2 separate regions of the Cricetulus griseus genome follow, and region 1 is linked to region 2. A link is a contact called in public Hi-C data. All regions are on one chromosome and are shown on one strand. Each heading gives the region's core, a stretch centred on a gene start, on an enhancer-like site or on the middle of the called end of the contact. The rest is flanking DNA. Distances are from core to core; before and after follow the strand shown.

Region 1 (2,819 bases), core at 310-2,809, 140 kb after region 2:
GTGCCAGTCAGTCTTGATGTCTTGACCAAAAGGCTGGGGTTTCTTGAGTCAGGGCAAATGGTCGTTGGCTCTCAGACAGAAAGAGATACCTCATATGTCTCCCCTTTGATTTGCTCTTCCTAGGCACACGTAGAAAGCAAAAGAGGCATGCTCAAACCCCAGATGGTTGGTTGTAGGGCCCCTTTCATGGGGCCCCTGAGACCATTTGATGCCACCATCTGGTTCCCTCAGTCCCCTCAAGCTGCTTGCTTTCACTATAGGTTGTGGCTTTCTCCTCTCAAAGTGGTGTGTGCTTGCTTTCTTTCTTGAAGTAGTATGTCTTCCTCTTAGGGAAGGGACCCCCCAGAAAGCTTTTCTTCCTACTTCGAAGTCCGTTCAGCTATGGAAACTCCTGGGCCACTAAGGACAGCTTAGATGTCTCAGATCACTTTATAGGAATTGCCAGAACATGTGACAACCTTGCATCCCAACTCCAGTGGAAGATGACTTAATTTAAAAAACCTAATCTCTGACCTGGAATCCAGCATCCCAGATAGACCCTGGGAGCCCAACTCCAGCCACGTTTTTCTTGAGTGATCATATTGAGTTTTTTGGTGTCTTTGATTCTCCTTCTTTCATCTTAATATGGAAATAATGTGTTCACTGTTTCCTACTGGTCAAACACTCATGCCTAGTGCTGCTCATCACTAGCTCACATGTAACTTCGGCGCTGACATGATCATGAAACAACTGAGACTGGATCTTCTCTAAGGTCCCAGCTCAGGTGAACACGTGATTGTCTCTGGACTTTCAGGAATATCAATCAAGGGTCTTCCTCATCACTTTCTGGGCTCATTGGAGGCTGGGGTACCACAGGGCTGGGTATTTTTTTTTTATTAAATGTGTCGATCTCATTGTTGGAAAGGATCACAGGTTTCCACCACCTGCTTCCCTCAAATCCTGTTGTTTAAAGACCATGGTCTAAGCCCTAGGTGAAAGAAACCCATTCTCTGAATCAGCAGTGAACGGAAATGAGGCTGGAGCCCAGTCTTTGGCCATATCTGCTCTTACATCCCATGAGGACCCCACAGAAAGAAGGATACCACAAAGAGTGGGTATCTTTATATAGGCAGCCAGTGAGGTGGGAGGTAGCTCTTTCCTGAGATTTGCCTCCTACAGTCTCTGGAACTGAGCTGTGGGAAGGATAATTTCTTGATTCAGTTACCAAAACTTCACCTGGCCTTCTCTTGTCCTCTCATGGACATCCTCTGACACTAGCCCATCGAGAAGTCACAGGCTTAGCTGGCCACTTTCTGGCATCTATATTGTTCTTGGAGACTGTACTTAAGATCTTTATTAGAGGCAGTGAAATATAATGAAACAAACCCCAGGCAAGCTTGGATTCAGATCCCAGAGTCATAGCAGTGTGATGCTGGGAACGGTGGACCTGTGGTCCTTTATCTTGTAAATGGGCTGACAACCCCTACCCCAGAACCCACTTGGTCATTCTCAATGGTGCAGCTCTAGCCTGTGGCATGCATGGCATGTTTAATCAATGGTGGCCATTGTGTTTGTGGGAAGACAGTGTTGAATCTTGTCTCCATGGAAGAGGGGATGAGTGAGATGTGGGATAGAAGGCCAGTGTTTGAAGGATAATGCATCCTTTTGTTTGGCCCACAGAGTAGGGAAAGATGGTTGTTTTTCATGAAGTATTGATTTTTCTTTTTCAGAAGCTATAAACAGTTTTGAGATAATCAACTCTCTGTCATACAATCCTTTGAGTGTGTTTTGATCCATTATGTTATACATACACACATATGTGTATATGTGCATGAACACATTTGCTTGTGCACATGGCCAAGGGGAAGAAACTCCACAAACCTCTACCCACCAGCTAGCACTTGGTTTCTGGAAAGCCTTCAACCAGCCACAGTTTCCTCCTGTGCCAGTGGAGAAAGCAAAGTGGGTGCCCAGCAGTTCATGAGAAACATCCCCTCAGATGACCTGTGCAGGTACTTCCTCTTTATTATTCCATGACTTTTTGTCTGGGCGAATTTTGCTCTTACAGTTTGAAGATAATCAATTTATTCTCATATGCCTTCCCCATCAAATCAGGTTACAAATATAAATAGTCGCGTTGCTGGCCCATTGGGCAGCATGCTCTTGAAGGCGGGTGCTTGGCAGCCCTGGTTTTCCCCACCCACCCCAGTCAGGCAGGGGCTGTTTGTTTGTTTTCAGTGTCTGAAATGCACTGAGTGCTGGAATGACTTCCACCTCCTCTACACACAGCTATCTCAAAACCCCCTTTGTTCTCTGGTGGCAAAGGACAAATGCTGGAGTTTGTCATCAGCTGGGGTAAGAATGCCAGTTCCCTCAGAGCAGAGTCCTGAGACGCTACCCCATGGTTAGTTTTTTAATGTAAAATTTTCAGAATAGCCATGTTGTGATGTTGTGTACACTCATGCACACACAAACACACTCATACACTCACACACATATATACATATACACACATAGTCACACATATATGCTCACATATATACATATACACACATAGACACAAACATACACACATATATACATATACACACATAGACACAAACATGCACACATATATACATATACACACACAGACACAGACACAGACACACACACACACACACACACACACACACACACACACACACACACTTGCATGCACTCACATACATCCTCCCTCCCCAGACTTCCACATATTCCTATACTGTGGATTCTGTTTCTAGGAACAAAAAGTCACTGCTGGCTGGGTAGTGCTACTGGGGAAACAGAACCAGGCCCAGGTCAATAACTGTGGCTTTTTT
Region 2 (2,700 bases), core at 151-2,650:
CCGTGGAGTGCGCGAGAGATGCTCCCCCTCCCCCCGCTCTCTGGGTGCCTACCCGGCTTTCTCAGTGTGGACCAGAGGCGCACAGACCAGGCCTGTGACGCTCGCCCCCGCCTCCCAGCGCCGCCACCCTCCCGGGGCCCTCGCGGAATCCTCCCTCAGCTCCCTCGCGCGCCGCCTCCACCGGACCGGGCTGGCCGGCTCGCCGCTGTTTTCTGCTCAGCTCACTTTTCCCGTATTGCTCCCCCAACCGGCAAAACTTTCTATTTCCCCAAACAGTGTGTCGCGCGCGCGCGCGCGTGCACACACACACACACACACACACACACACACACACACACCACACACACACACACACACACACACACACACACACACACACACTGACGTCTTTGCGCATTTCCTGCATTAGTGGGAGGGAGAATCGCTCGCACGGCGATCGAGGGAAGGGAGATCGCGGGCTGAGCGCTCTGGCGGGCGGCGAGCCGGCGAGCGGGCGGCTGCGAGAGCGCGGACGCGGGGAGCGCGACGGGCGGGCGGGCGCCGGCGGCCGGGAGGAGGGGCCGCGCTGAGTCGCAGTCCCTGCCCCGCCGCCGCGCTGCGCACCGCCGGGTGCCGGCCTGCGCCCCAAGCCCGAGTGGCGGCCACCTCTACCTCCCGAGCCCGCGCGGATGTGAGATCCTGGGAGCCGGGCACCTCGCGATAGCCGGCTGCGGCGCTCCACTGCTTGGCCCTGGAGGCGGCGGCCGGGCTGGCTGCGAGGCTTGTGGATTTTTAAAAAATTTGGCTCCGGGGAGGACCATTTCCTCTCGACATGCATCCCTCCGGATAGACTGCACATCCCTCAGTCCACCCTCCGCCCCGCGCAGTCCGAGGCAGGCGCTGGGTGGGCGAAGAGGATCCGGGTTGAAATCTGCGCCCCCGGTTCTCGTCCCCGCCCCGTCCCGCCGCCCCCTCCCCCTCCCCCTCCGGGACTCGAAATTGCCGGGGGATTATGTTTCGGAAAGGTAGGTGAGCGCCGGGTGCGGCGCCTGCTACTCCGCACAGGACCCGGAGAACCAGCGAGGCGACGAGTCAGCCCCCGCGGCTTGCAGCGGAGGCGACAGCTTGTCTCCTCCCGTGGAGGTGTCGCCGGTGGTGGGGGGGAGAGACTTGCTCCAAAAACGGACGTCTCCAGCTCTCCCCCCTCCCTGTTTTCCGTTAGGAATCCGGCGAGGAAATACATGCACTCGTTGAGAATCGCCGGCGCCAGGGCGCAGCGCCACAAGGTGTAGCGATAGAGTGGGGTGGGGCGAGAGGGGACCCAGGAGTCCCCCAGGCTCCCAGAGTACCTGCTGCCTGTTCTTCATTCCTGCCCTCGGGGCGGACGGAGTGACCCCGGCTCCAGTTCCCCTGCCCCGACCATGGTAGTGTTCAATGGCCTTCTTAAGATCAAAATCTGTGAGGCCGTGAGCTTGAAGCCCACAGCCTGGTCGCTGCGCCATGCGGTGGGACCCCGGCCACAGACTTTCCTTCTGGACCCCTACATTGCTCTCAACGTGGACGACTCGCGCATCGGCCAAACAGCCACCAAGCAGAAGACTAACAGCCCGGCCTGGCACGATGAGTTCGTCACTGATGTGTGCAATGGGCGCAAGATCGAGCTGGCTGTCTTTCACGATGCTCCTATAGGCTACGACGACTTCGTGGCCAACTGCACCATCCAGTTCGAGGAGCTGCTGCAGAATGGGAGCCGTCACTTCGAGGACTGGGTGAGTCCAGCCCCACCACGTCCAGGAGCCCGGGGTCCCAGGGAAAGACTTGCTGCCCTGGCATTGGTCGTGGGACTCAAGGATGTGTGTTTGTGTGTGCATATATGTCTCAATTTCCTTGGAGAGGCACATTTCATTTCGTAGCGGGAGAGGCATACACATTAGGATAAGAAGGATGGGATTTAGCAGGTGGGCACTACCCCTTGTCCCCTCTGTGCCCTCCTGAAAATGGACACTACAGGGAGAGCCCTAGAATGCAGGTAAATAGCTTGTGGGAGGGGACCTGGTACCTTCTGCAAGTGCATGGTGGGCTGCCTGAGTGACTGTGTGGGTGGGTCTTTCCGTCCTTGGAGAGACACGTGGAGCTCAGACTGGATGTTTCCTGTGCATCCTGGCGTTGTCCTGGGTAGCCCAGTGAGTAGTTTTATAGATCCCTCTGGTAGGAAGCCTCCTTGTTCCCAAATCACTGGTTAGCTCATTTGCTGACCTACAAGAAGAAGGTGTGAGTCCTAGAAACATTAGGCCAGCTTGTTTTGCCCATCTGTTCAGGATGCTGTATTTTAAAAAAGGTCTCTGTGGTTATAGGAAGTCAGGACTTTGAATCTTAAGATGACATGTGTCCATGCTTTGATTGCCAAGACACTGTAGGAACAAACACTATTTCTGAAATTGTGTTCATTGTTAACCGATTACACTGTCAAGTATTAGGGATTTTGGGGGGAAAAAAAGGCCTTGCCAGTATACCTTAAAATGAATGCATTCAACCTTGGCACTTGGACAGTTAGAGAAATCAGTCTTCCCCCACCTCCTCTCTTCTCTGAGGAACAGTGTTAAATTGGGAAATAAATAGCTCTGTCTTCAGGTTTGTTACATGTTTCTATCTGGAGCAAGTGTTGCTATGGATGAATATATTTTCAAGATTTCTTTGGTTTGCACAGAGAGCGGTCTGTGT

The links. Hi-C and Micro-C count contacts between places; a contact is called where the count stands out from the background.
Region 1: a contact with region 2 is called in a Hi-C map of liver, with 4 times the contacts expected there. The contact joins the enhancer-like site here to the promoter of Prkce in region 2. A contact is called at or near these places in 3 of 8 Hi-C or Micro-C datasets (the CHO-K1 cell line and liver).

Annotation. Positions count from the first base shown.
Region 1 is chr5:87,914,057-87,916,875 of CriGri-PICRH-1.0, forward strand. All of the region lies in intron 1 of Prkce (protein kinase C epsilon type), which reads left to right. Among named protein-coding and RNA genes, the nearest start is that of Prkce, 140 kb to the left of the region's middle. Within about 2 kb of position 1,560, at least 1 of the 6 cell types and tissues checked has open chromatin away from gene starts, as enhancers often do.
Region 2 is chr5:87,774,851-87,777,550 of CriGri-PICRH-1.0, forward strand. It overlaps Prkce (protein kinase C epsilon type), which reads left to right and starts at 1,401. Exons shown (of 15, transcript XM_027417971.1): 1 at 1,401-1,748. The coding sequence starts at 1,401.